Linked DNA regions of Pan troglodytes: region 2 is linked to region 1. Evidence: chromatin contacts called from public Hi-C data. All regions are on one chromosome and are shown on one strand. Each heading gives the region's core, a stretch centred on a gene start, on an enhancer-like site or on the middle of the called end of the contact. The rest is flanking DNA. Distances are from core to core; before and after follow the strand shown. Region 1 overlaps MAML2 (mastermind like transcriptional coactivator 2). Region 2 holds the start of JRKL (JRK like).

The links. Hi-C and Micro-C count contacts between places; a contact is called where the count stands out from the background.
Region 2: a contact with region 1 is called in a Hi-C map of stem cell-derived neural progenitor cells, with 2.4 times the contacts expected there. The contact joins the promoter of JRKL here to the enhancer-like site in region 1. A contact is called at or near these places in 1 of 7 Hi-C or Micro-C datasets (stem cell-derived neural progenitor cells) and 1 of 1 datasets of contacts at active chromatin or transcription factors (stem cell-derived excitatory neurons).

Annotation. Positions count from the first base shown.
Region 1 is chr9:98,159,958-98,165,923 of NHGRI_mPanTro3-v2.0_pri, forward strand. The region is part of intron 2 of MAML2 (mastermind like transcriptional coactivator 2); the gene reads right to left. Among named protein-coding and RNA genes, the nearest start is that of MTMR2, 130 kb to the left of the region's middle. Within about 2 kb of position 1,599, at least 4 of the 24 cell types and tissues checked have an H3K27ac peak or open chromatin away from gene starts, as enhancers often do. A contact at or near this core is called in stem cell-derived neural progenitor cells, where this site is marked.
Region 2 is chr9:98,495,914-98,501,895 of NHGRI_mPanTro3-v2.0_pri, forward strand. JRKL (JRK like) reads left to right here and starts at 1,565. Exons shown (of 2, transcript XM_016921850.3): 1 at 1,565-1,657; 2 at 2,067-4,849. The coding sequence starts at 2,234. The coding sequence ends at 3,808. It overlaps CCDC82 (coiled-coil domain containing 82), which reads right to left and starts at 1,482. Exons shown (of 8, transcript NM_001280316.1): 1 at 1,429-1,482.

The DNA of each region.
Region 1 (5,966 bases), core at 349-2,848:
CATGTATTACTATACATGGGTCCCTTGCCCCTTCCTCTCTGCAAAATCCCCAGAGGAGTTCTTAGCCAGGTGCAGATTGGAAATTTAAAGGTTCTTATTTCTTAGGACATTTTTCTACATGTGGAGAAATGCCATTCTTTTCACAGACTAACTTGTCAGTGTCCTAATTCTAAGTAGTAACTCTAGACGGGGATATTTTGGGGGAATGCTGTTTATGGATATACTATTAATTTGTGCCTTAACTTTTTAAATAGCTCACTAGGACAGTAAAATTCACTGAGTGATATTTAACAAATGAGGAAAATGGGTTTCAAAAATGTGAAACAACCTGTTCTGATAGTTAGAGAAGGAGGCCAGACTGCGATCCTGTAACAACAGGGGTTATACAGAACATGACTGTAATAAACAATTTCTAAGGGAGGTTGTACAGTTTAAGGAGGGGCTCTTTTATCTATGGGTTCTTCCAATGAGGGAGCAGTGTGGGAGTGTGATGGTGTTAAGTAGGACCAATTCTATTTAAAAGGGTCCCTCAGAGAGAGAAAAAGAAGAATTAACTATTTAGCCTGTATTTGTCTTACATATGGTTTTAATTTGATATACTTACCCTTTGTTCCCATATAACCATATTAACCCTTCCCCATTTTGTTATATTACTTCTGGTTTTAATTTTGGGGGCTTCCAAAGGCATTTTTGCAGTTATCATTTCTCAGAAGATGTGCACTGATTCTGTTTGTTCTTATGATGGCAAACTAAATAAAGAGTTTGAGGATCTGCATTACACATGAACAGGAAGGGATTTCTTTATTCAGATTAGAAAAAAATAAATTTTAAATATTTCCATTGTAGACAGTATATTAGGGAGATTTCACTCTACCTGGGGCCTGGGAAGTAGTATTTACTTAAATTAGCAATCAGTCCATTCATTTAGATCTACTGTTCCATATGTTTTCTGTTCACATTATTTTGGTTACAGTATCTTAACTATCCAGCAGATGGCATCTGCTTCAAAACTCTCCTAACTTCCATTTACATTTCAGGACAAACAGGATACTGATACATTGAAACCTCCCTTAATTGACTTCTACATTTAGTACCTAGAAAAGGTTGCTGGAAATATAATTAAGGGTAGACCATTCATTCCCTTTTTCTTGGTAAGAGTCATACTTCTCTCTTGCCATGCCCATGGCACTACCATGGACGCCTAAGAAAACCTCAATAATTTGAAAGGAAACATAATCAGAATTAAACCCACAAGCTCTCTTTAAAAATCTATTACTTTAATTGCTTTCAGCACTACACAGGAGCTTAGTATTAATGGCAGATTTAGACAAGCAAAGCTAATCTCAAACCTCCTCTAAGAGAGAAAGAGGCAGGGGGAAAAAAAAAGAGCCAGCTACTCCAAGAAGTGAGGGTAAATGAATACACAAAGCTTTATGCATAGTTACCATACAGAGCCTTTTCTCTCTATACTTTGTATGAAAAGATGGGTGTGATTGAATGACTTCTAACGTTTAATGACACCTTTGCTCCAGTGCTTTGTAAAGCTCACACATGAATACACTGATCCATTTCCAGATGATCCTGGGGCCCCCATCCTTTTGTGTCAAGCACAAAGAAAAAGGAGAGAGAGGGAGAGACAGAGACAAAGAAACAGCCCATGTAACCAAGCGCCGAACATGATTTGAACAACCAACTTAGTAAACATCAATCTTAGGCTGTGTTATGTGAAATGGAGTCATACTCCAAAAGAAATTTTGGCTACATTTAAAAGATCACTTTGTCTAAAGAAAATGCCAAGTTGAATTTTCATGTACTAAGTCATCTTTCTACAAGAAGCTGACAAGACAAAAGCAACAAAGTGAAAAGGTAAAAAATGGCTCATTTGAAAAAAAGTAATAGCATTATAACCTTTTTTTTTTAAAAGGGTCTGGTTTCCTTGTTTTATATTATTTGTCAGGGATCAGTGTGGCCATGACAAAAGCAATGGGTTAGAAATCAAAAGACTTGTGTGACTTGCTGTGTTACTTTGTGAATCACTTCACCTCCCTGGAAGGCGGTTTTCATCTATGTAATATAAGGGATGGAACCAAATTACTTTTGGGTTCACCTTCAGCTCATGTTTGTTCTAACAGGGCATCCCTGCCCCCACAGGGCAGGCTCTCAGCACTCATTTGTGAGTGTGAGTCATAAGAAAGGATGGTGGAGCTTGGATAGTGGTGGGGTCTGGAGCTAGTTTGCCCAAACTGAGCCATTGGAAAGGATTCTAAAATTCTGAAGCATTTTAGAATCCTTTGGGTCACATGTTCTCTCTTTTAGTTTTATGGCTATTTTCTGAGGAAAAAAAAAAAAAAAAAGCCCAGGTTGGGAATCCAAAGTCTTTGACATGAATCTCTTTTGTTCTAACTTTTAGCTCAAAATAAAGTGCATTTGACCATTCAATTCTTTATGTATAGCATCATGCACATTCATGAATCTCTTTAAATCTGGAATTTAAAAATGCCTGACATCTCCTGCCACAGCCGCTGTTAATATACACAATAGATTCTTCAGAAATGCAAGGTTAGAACATTTGAAGCATGAGAATACTGATTTACATGGAAGCTGAGAGTATACAGTATCAATAAAATGTACTTTTGACATCTTGGCTTCCAGAGAAATACACTTTCTTTGTTCATTCACAAGTCTACTCTATTTCCACCTCAGATTTAATTATCTTCCCAGTTCTCATTTGCGTATGTGTAGGCTACCATTCACAATACACCAAGCCCTACGTGTGGGAGGCACAAATCTTTTCATTCAAAAAATAATAATGTGGACAAGCCATTTTGACTGCAAAGTAAGTGCTTTAGACAAAGGCAAGAGGATGTTAATTGTATTCTAAGAATACCAATGTCCTTGAAATGAAATTTGTTGTTTGGTGTATTGATCTACATCAGTAGTGTAGACTTTCAATGATCTAGTTTCACCTTCTGAGTTTGCTGATTAAAGAAATGAAGCCCGAGAAGTACAAAAGGTTTGCCCCTAAATCACCCAGATCTACAGTAGCAGAAGTAGGACAAGAACTTGGGGTTTTCTTTTTTGTTTATAACGTACACACTAGAATCAGTTATACATCCATGACTGCCATGGATGCCAGGATCTCACTACTGCTGTGCATCCTTTCTGTTTCTCTGACTCTCAAATTTATTCTCTTTGAAGTGAGCTCTCCAGAAGCCATTTCGTTCCTGATTTGGAGTTGATATCCCCTGCATGCCTCTCTCACATCCTTTTAACTTCTCCTAAATGCAACTTAAGCCAAAATAACGTCATTTATCCATCCCTCCATCTCTTCAATGTCTGTCCATTTATCTATCCATCTATTCATTCACACATCCAGGCATCTATCCATTTCTCCATCCAAAAACAAACAACCTCAGAGTGTCGAGTCCTAATCTAGACCTGGTAACCAAAATAAAATAGTATTGTTCCTCAAAAAGCTCCTAATAGAGCTGAGTTTGCTCCTGAATAATCTTTTTAAAAAGTATGCCAGTTTTATAGTTTTTCTTAACAATTATTTTTAAAAGATTCACATTATTACAACAAATGTTTCACTTTCCTTATTTTCTAAATACAGCAACACTTCATCTATTTGGCTTTGGCAGAGAACGAGGTGTTCCACAAAAGTAAACTCTGTAGACCACTGAAACCAAAACTTCTGAACAGAAATCTTCCTTAAAGTGCATTTCATACTTCTCTGCCTTTGGAAACAAAATATACCAAACACAATTTAATCTTTTTCATTTTACACAACTGAGAGTGATCTTTAAGGAAAATCCACTATCATAGTGGACAGGGATATTGTTTTGTATAGAACTTTCCAGGTTTCTCTTTTAATATCGAGCAGTTATCACTTTTCACTGCAAGTTGTGCTTCCTTCCAGCAGTCCTTTCATGAACTCTTCTAATTTGCAGGACCAGGAATCAGAAAATTCACTAAAAGTTAGGTCTTAAATCTGTGTCAGAGCCAGGAAGGCCTCAAGTAAGGGTGTGAAGTAGAGTATCCACATGGTTTTAATGAGTAGATTTGGGGACTAAAATTCCATACTATTTTCTTCTGACTACTTCCAAACTTAGAATAATGTAGAGAGGGCTGGGGATACCATGCCTTCTGGCAAGCTGGCCAGTGCCAGTCAGCCTGATTGGAGCCTTTCATCTTATCCCCAGAAAAGGAGGCAATGATGAGGCCATCCAAGTCCAAGCAGTTTTTGTTTGTTTGTTTGTTTTGTTTTGCTTGTTTTGTTTCTTTTGAGTTGGAGTCTCACCCCATTGCCCAGGCTGGAGTGCAGTGGCCCGATCTTGGCTCACTGCAACATCCGCCTCCCGAGTTCAAGTGATTCTCCTGCCTCAGTCTCCTGAGTAACTGGGACTACGGGCATGCGCCACCATGCCTGGCTAATTTTTGTATTTTTAGTAGAGATGGAGGTTTCACCATATTGGCCAGGCTGGTCTCGAACTCCTGACCTCATGATCCACCCACCTCGGCCTCCCAAAGTGCTGGGATTACAGGCATGAGCCATCACGCCCGGCCCAGGCAGTTTTAAACAAGAGCGAGATTGCCTCTTTGAGGTACCTTGTTTAAGTGGAACCCAGTTCTCTCTATTCCTGTTGTAGGAGCCATCAGAATTCTGCCCATCTGCCTGCCAGAATATTTCCTGTTCCATGAGTTATAGTCCAACAATCCCAGCTTCTACTTACAGTGCAACCTACTGCCAAGTCCTGTGCCAAGCCCTTCTCTATAATAGGATTTCCTACATCTCTGAGAGTGCTACTATCCTATTTTAAAGGAGGAACTTCCAGCCTGGCCAACATGGTAAAACCCTGTATCTACTAAAAATACAAAAATTAGCTAGGCATGGTGGTGCACACCTATAATCCCAGCTACTTGGGAGGCTGAGGCACGAGAATTGCTTGAACCCGGGAGGTGGAGGTTGCAGTGGGCAGAGATCGTGCCACTGCACTCCAGCCTAGGTAAGAGAGTGAGACTCTATATCAAAAATGATAATAGTAATAAAAAAATAAAAGAGGAACCTGAGGCACAGAGAGTTTAGGCAATTTACCTAGGGTAAGTTAGTAAGAAGGTACCTTGGACTCTTAGCTTGGTTCTCTTTGTCACAAATATTTACATGCATAAGATGGTAATTCTGCAAAACTATGACTTAAATGGATGATAGAATTTCATGATCACTTTAAATTTATACTTCATAATAGCACTAGGTTATAAAATAAGAGCTGCATGTCCATAGGTGAGTGGATAAAAGGCAATAGTTTAAAAAATCAATCTGGATTGTAGCTCATTCCTTGTCCATTTGCAGACTTTGATTCAGATTTTTAAATCCCCTACTTCTTGTTCTCTGTGCATGGTTTATGATAAATTGTAAGGTTGAGGAAAACAGAAAGAAGTCCATGTTATGTAATAAACATAGAAGTGAATAAAACCATCCTATTTTGTGTACAAGTTGAGTATCCCTTATCTGAAATACTAGGGACCAGAGGTGTTTCAAATTTCTCTTTTTTGGGGGTGGGGAGGATTTTGGAATATTTGCATTATTCTTACCAGTTCAGCATCCTAATCCAAAAATCTGAAAACCAAAATGCTCCAATGAGCATTTCCTTTGAACATCATGTCGGCACTCAAAAAGTTTGAGATTTTGAAGCATTTCGAATTTTGGATTTTTGGATTAGGGATACTCAACCTGCATTTCAAAAATGTTTATTGGGAACTGGTCAGGGGATAGACATTTTCCTAGTCACGAAGTACTTAAGGATGGAAGAAAAGTGGTCCTTGCCCTTGAGCATCTGACAGCCCCATGGGAGATGCAGCATTATAAGTAAACCACTAGATCAATGTGTTAAGTGCTAAAAGAGAAATATGCTAAAAGATGCTGGGGGATCCTAACATTTATCTCTGCTGAAGGCGAAGATGTTCAA
Region 2 (5,982 bases), core at 315-2,814, 340 kb after region 1:
GAGACTCCAAACAGAAAGCATTAAATAAGTGAATGAAGATGATCAATACTATCACATCTTTGTGTTTCATGGTTAATATAAGATGCACATACATAGCTATGTTATCTGCCAAAGAATATATATTAAAGACAATAATCCATATTGCTTGTGTTCTTTCTCTAACACAGTACCTCTATAGCTAAAAGTACTTTGATGATGCCACTTGACTTTCTCATCAGAAGAAATATAGTTCCTTCTAAACTTTCAGGTTAATTCATACTCAAGAAAAGATTCATTCTAGAAATCACCTACTTGCTGTATAAACAATGCAGGTGGTAGATAACACTTTACAGATTTGAAAGGCAGTGGAACCCCAGGTCATTATTTGAAATTCTACCGGGAGGGATCCATTCTTGGGTGTAAAACATCACTCCTCTTCGATGTTTTCTTTTATATGGCAGTTTGGAGAGCAAAGATTAATAAGCCGAAAAACAATTATTGAATATCTACCAAAATGCAAGGACCTGCTAGGAACTGTGCTGCCACCATTTCAAATAAACATGGTCTCTGCTTCCAAGGAGCTCACAATCTGATGAAATTACTAGGGACACCAAAAACAAGCCAGCATAATACACGATTTGAGGGCTACAGTGTATGATTAAGATCAAGTTCTTATCACATTGCTATGAATAAATTTATCGTAGTTCTTCTATTGGCAGGAAAACAAGACAGAACATGACAGAAATAGGATATAAGAAAATAAACATAAAGAGAGGAAAGCCTATTTCCCCCACTTAGAATCACAGTCCAACAGTCCACAATTTCGCAAAGTGGATCCTGCCAGCATGGTATCCGGGATAACTATATTATTCATTAAAATCCGTTAACAATGAAGGTTAATGCAGCAGGAATGAGTGGTAGACAGAGGAATAGATCCTCTCAGGAATTAACACCCGGAAGGGTGACTTTCATGATTACAAACCTCTTTGGCGGGACGCAGGAACCCAGCGCCCGCTAGCCCACTAGTCCGTCACTCTGCCTCCAGGAGGGAGGGGCACAGTAGCTAGGAAACCGGACCCTCAGGCCAAGCTTCGCGATGACGCGCGCAGGACGACAGAAACCCCCAGACCCCAAAAGAGCTCTGCACCGAGAAAACAATTACAAGGGTCTGGAAAGGCCAGAAACCCGAGAAATCACCAACCGAGCTCCCTACATCAGTTCCAAGCACCTCCCCAAGGCGGAAATAACGGGCACCGCGCCCACTGCAGCTCAACTGAGGAGGAGGGCTAGAGGCGCATTCTCCGGCCCACCCAAAGAGCGCCCGCGGGAATTTTTCTCTGAGTCCGCGAGGAGGCACGGCTTCCCCCGCCCCTCCCATAAACCATTAGCACCGGGAGCGCGAGCGAGTCCCAGCCGGGAGACAGCCCCGCACCACCCTCGCGCTCTCACCTTTCAAAGCGCCTCCGCCTCTGCCTCCGCCTCCGCCCCCGCCCCGGCAACCAGCTCATGACAAGCGATGCTCCTCCCCCCTTCCGGGGACCAAGGGAAGTCCCGCCTCTGGGTGGGGCGAGGGGTGGGGCCAGGCGGCGGGAGGGATCATCTTCCGGGAGCGTGGCTAGGGGCGGAGCGACTGCCGCGCGATAGTCAGGGAGCTGTGCGGGTCCTGGTTGCAAGAGAGGTGGGGAGAGGGGCCTGGCGGGTTTTGAGGGACGGGGAGGACTGTCCCGGCTAAAGCTGGCGCGGGAAACTGGGGCTGCGCGGCGGGAGGGCCCTGCTGCTGGGGAAGGAATCTAATATATCCGTTCCCCTGAGGAAGGGTGCCAGTCCTTGACTCCTAGGCTCTTCGGCTCTCTGCCGTAACTTTGGGGTGTGGCAGGGGTTAGTGACGCGCGGTTACCCGGGATCTGGACGTGCAGGAGGTTCGTGGACACAATGGGGGTATAGTCTTTCTCACGGCTGCTGGGGTAATAAAACACATGCTTTTAATCCGGATTATCCGCGGTGACATGGGGCCTCCGCTACTGCCCGTATAAGTTAAAGAAAGGCCTGTTCTCTCAAACTTCCTCCTCTTTCACCTTCTTCTGCAGTCTATTTGCCAGCCAACCCCAGCCCGGGAGGGGATCAGGGCCACCAGGTTGCTGGTAAGGATGAAAGACTGAGTGTGTTAAGACTGTTAAAGTGAGCCTGTGTAAGAGAAGGAAGGATTTTGTGGATTGCTACATTGTGAGTGTGGGGTGAGTCCCAGAACCTCGCTATGTCGGGGAAACGGAAGCGTGTGGTGTTGACTATTAAAGATAAGCTTGATATAATAAAGAAACTTGAAGACGGAGGTTCTTCCAAACAACTGGCAGTGATTTATGGAATTGGTGAAACAACAGTTCGGGATATAAGAAAAAATAAGGAAAAGATTATAACTTATGCAAGCAGTTCTGATTCCACAAGTCTTTTGGCCAAGAGGAAATCTATGAAGCCATCCATGTATGAGGAATTGGACAGGGCAATGCTGGAATGGTTCAACCAGCAAAGAGCAAAAGGGAATCCCATATCTGGACCAATTTGTGCAAAAAGGGCAGAGTTCTTCTTTTATGCTTTGGGAATGGATGGTGATTTTAACCCCTCTGCCGGTTGGCTAACTCGTTTTAAGCAGCGGCACAGCATTAGAGAGATTAACATTAGAAATGAAAGATTAAATGGAGATGAGACTGCGGTGGAAGATTTTTGTAATAACTTTCGAGATTTTATTGAACGAGAGAATTTACAGCCTGAACAAATCTACAATGCAGATGAAACTGGACTCTTTTGGAAGTGCTTGCCTTCTAGGATTTCAGTAATCAAAGGTAAATGCACTGTCCCTGGGCACAAATCAATTGAAGAAAGAGTCACAATCATGTGTTGTGCCAATGCAACAGGTTTACACAAACTTAAACTTTGTGTTGTGGGGAAAGCAAAGAAACCTCGCTCCTTTAAATCAACTGACACCTTAAACCTGCCAGTCTCTTATTTCAGCCAAAAAGGTGCATGGATGGATCTTTCCATTTTCCGACAATGGTTTGATAAAATTTTTGTGCCGCAAGTTCGAGAGTATTTAAGATCTAAAGGCTTGCAGGAAAAGGCTGTGCTCTTGTTGGATAATTCACCAACACATCCAAATGAAAATGTCCTAAGGTCAGATGATGGCCAAATATTTGCTAAATATTTACCACCTAATGTGGCCTCATTGATTCAGCCTTCAGATCAGGGAGTCATAGCAACGATGAAGAGAAATTATCGTGCAGGTCTTCTCCAGAACAACTTGGAAGAAGGTAATGACCTGAAATCATTCTGGAAGAAGCTAACTCTGTTGGATGCACTTTATGAAATAGCAATGGCATGGAACTTAGTAAAACCAGTTACCATTAGCAGAGCATGGAAGAAGATTCTCCCTATGGTAGAGGAGAAAGAGAGCCTGGACTTTGATGTTGAAGATATTTCTGTGGCTACTGTGGCTACCATTTTACAACACACCAAAGGATTGGAAAATGTGACTACTGAGAACCTTGAAAAATGGCTTGAAGTAGACAGTACTGAACCAGGCTATGAAGTGTTAACTGATAGCGAAATCATCAGAAGAGCACAAGGCCAGGCAGATGAATCCAGTGAAAATGAGGAGGAGGAAATAGAACTAATTCCAGAGAAACATATTAATCATGCAGCTGCTCTCCAGTGGACTGAAAATTTATTGGATTATCTAGAACAACAAGGTGATATGATTCTACCTGATAGACTGGTAATACGTAAACTTCGAGCCACCATCAGAAATAAACAGAAGATGACAAAGTCAAGTCAATAATGTCATTTCAATTTTATTGTTCTGCTCATTGTGTTTGTGACAAACTCTTTGCAATATGGCTTAATTTTCTTTGTGTTCTGAATTCTCAACTTGGTCCTGTGAAATACAGGCACAAAATGTATCTGAAGTGGTTTGAGGATTATGTGTTTTCATCATCTGTGTCTTTTGTCCTTTTATTTGTACAGATAATCAGAAGATGATACTGAAGAGATATAAATTACATGTACACATGTATTCACTTTTTAGAATCTGCAATTATACCTTCTATAACAGTGGCATTCCCTAAATTTTCTAGTGAAAGTTAGAGATAACTGAACAGACTGAAGCACTTTTCTGAAATCTTTTGCTTGATTTATGAAGGCTGCCATAGTTATCTTTTCTTGTGTTAACCATCTTAAATGATGTTTTGTATATTTTAATAGACTGATAGGATGAGAAAGATTTATATTATTAGATTTCAGGATGATTTATAATAATTCAAAAATGAAATTCAATAATGGGGAAATAATTATGAATTATAGAAATTATTTAGAAATCATGCCTCCGTTCTCTTACATTTGTGTGGGTTGCAAGAGGGGGAGATTATTCTGGAAATGAAGTAAATATGGGAAGTTATTGCCAAATGAGAGAGAAACTATGGGAAAGCTGATCTATAAAGAGGCATTCTGATCAATTCATTTGTAGGAAACTGGGAAATAAAAACCTCGGGAACTTTAGGTTATTTATACAAAGGGAATAAATAGGCTGATTTTAATTTGGTAAGTTGATCTTTTTATTATGAATTTGGTAATAGTATAGGTTTATTATTTATTCATCTAATTTTATAGTACAGGTTTTGTAATGTTACATGTGATGATATGAGCTCCCACCTTATATGGGGGAACATCTTGGGAATTTGAGATTTAATAATTTTTTTTTTTTTTTTTTAGTGTTTTTACTGCATACTCACAAATGTTGTCTATAATTTGAAAAATATTGTCATATCTGGCCCTTTGATGAGAAAAGGAAATTACAATAATAAAGTTTTATGATTTTAAATAAGTCATATGTTTGTATCCTGTTTTATGAAGAAAGCAGAAATAATTACTGAAAGTGCCAGACACTAAGGAATATTATTGTTTATTATTTTAATACATATAAAAAGGGATTAATCTGCTAAAATGTAATCTAAATCAGAATTTTGATAAATTTTTTTTGTAAACTAAGTATGTTTATTCAAGACATTGAAACTACTTTGCACATATGAATATTAATGTAACTTGTAATTTAAAAGTAAAGTGTTTCCATGCTATTTCATGTTTTGGCCAAAAATTTTTAAAAAATAAATTACAGTTGTTCTCTATTAGTCATTTTTTAAAGGTTTAACTTTTTTTGTTGAAATACCTAACATTTTATAGTGCTTTCTGTAGAATACTAAAACTTCAAAAGTATTTTTAGTTTTCCATAATTTCTCTTATTTTCATGATAGGTGTATGTCTACATTTTTCAGAAGATGTGTGATGAAAGTGTTTAAAAATAGTGTTTATTGCATGAATTTCCTCAGTGTAGAGTGTGAAAAACCATCAGAAGTTAACATACATATTGAATCAGATAATGACACGTTCTGCTATAAAGTAAGCTGTACATAAAATAATTTTTCTAAAATGAAAATATGTACTACAAATCTTGGAATTTCTGTCTGGATTTGCACAGTTTTTAAAATTAATCATGTCAGCCCAATGCAGCTGTGTCATTGCCACCTAGTGGTAAAACTAACATTACTGTTAAGCTGTGTGATTTTAAACTTGAATCCCCAGTAAAAGGTTCACTGTTTTGTGGCCATAAGTGTGAATCTCGTGACTCTTTCTCTAGCCTGTAAGAGACTGCTCTTCTTTGGTTTACAGCTATTCTCTGAAATCTGCCAACACTGGTACTCTAGCCCTGTTTTGGATCCTTCTATCCTTAATTATAAAGGCTGATCAGTAGTTGTAGCAGTTGAAGCCAAAAGCTATTTGGGTTCTGTATCTGCCCCCAAAGTTGTGTATCCTTAGCTCCTAATTCCTTTTCTATCAGTGCCTTACCAGAGGCTGTGTTTGGCATTCTATTTATCTATTAAAAAATTTGCCATTGGCTTATGTTCTCTCACCAGTTTCACGAATTTTTTTCTCATTGATATGCCTTGACACAATACTCTC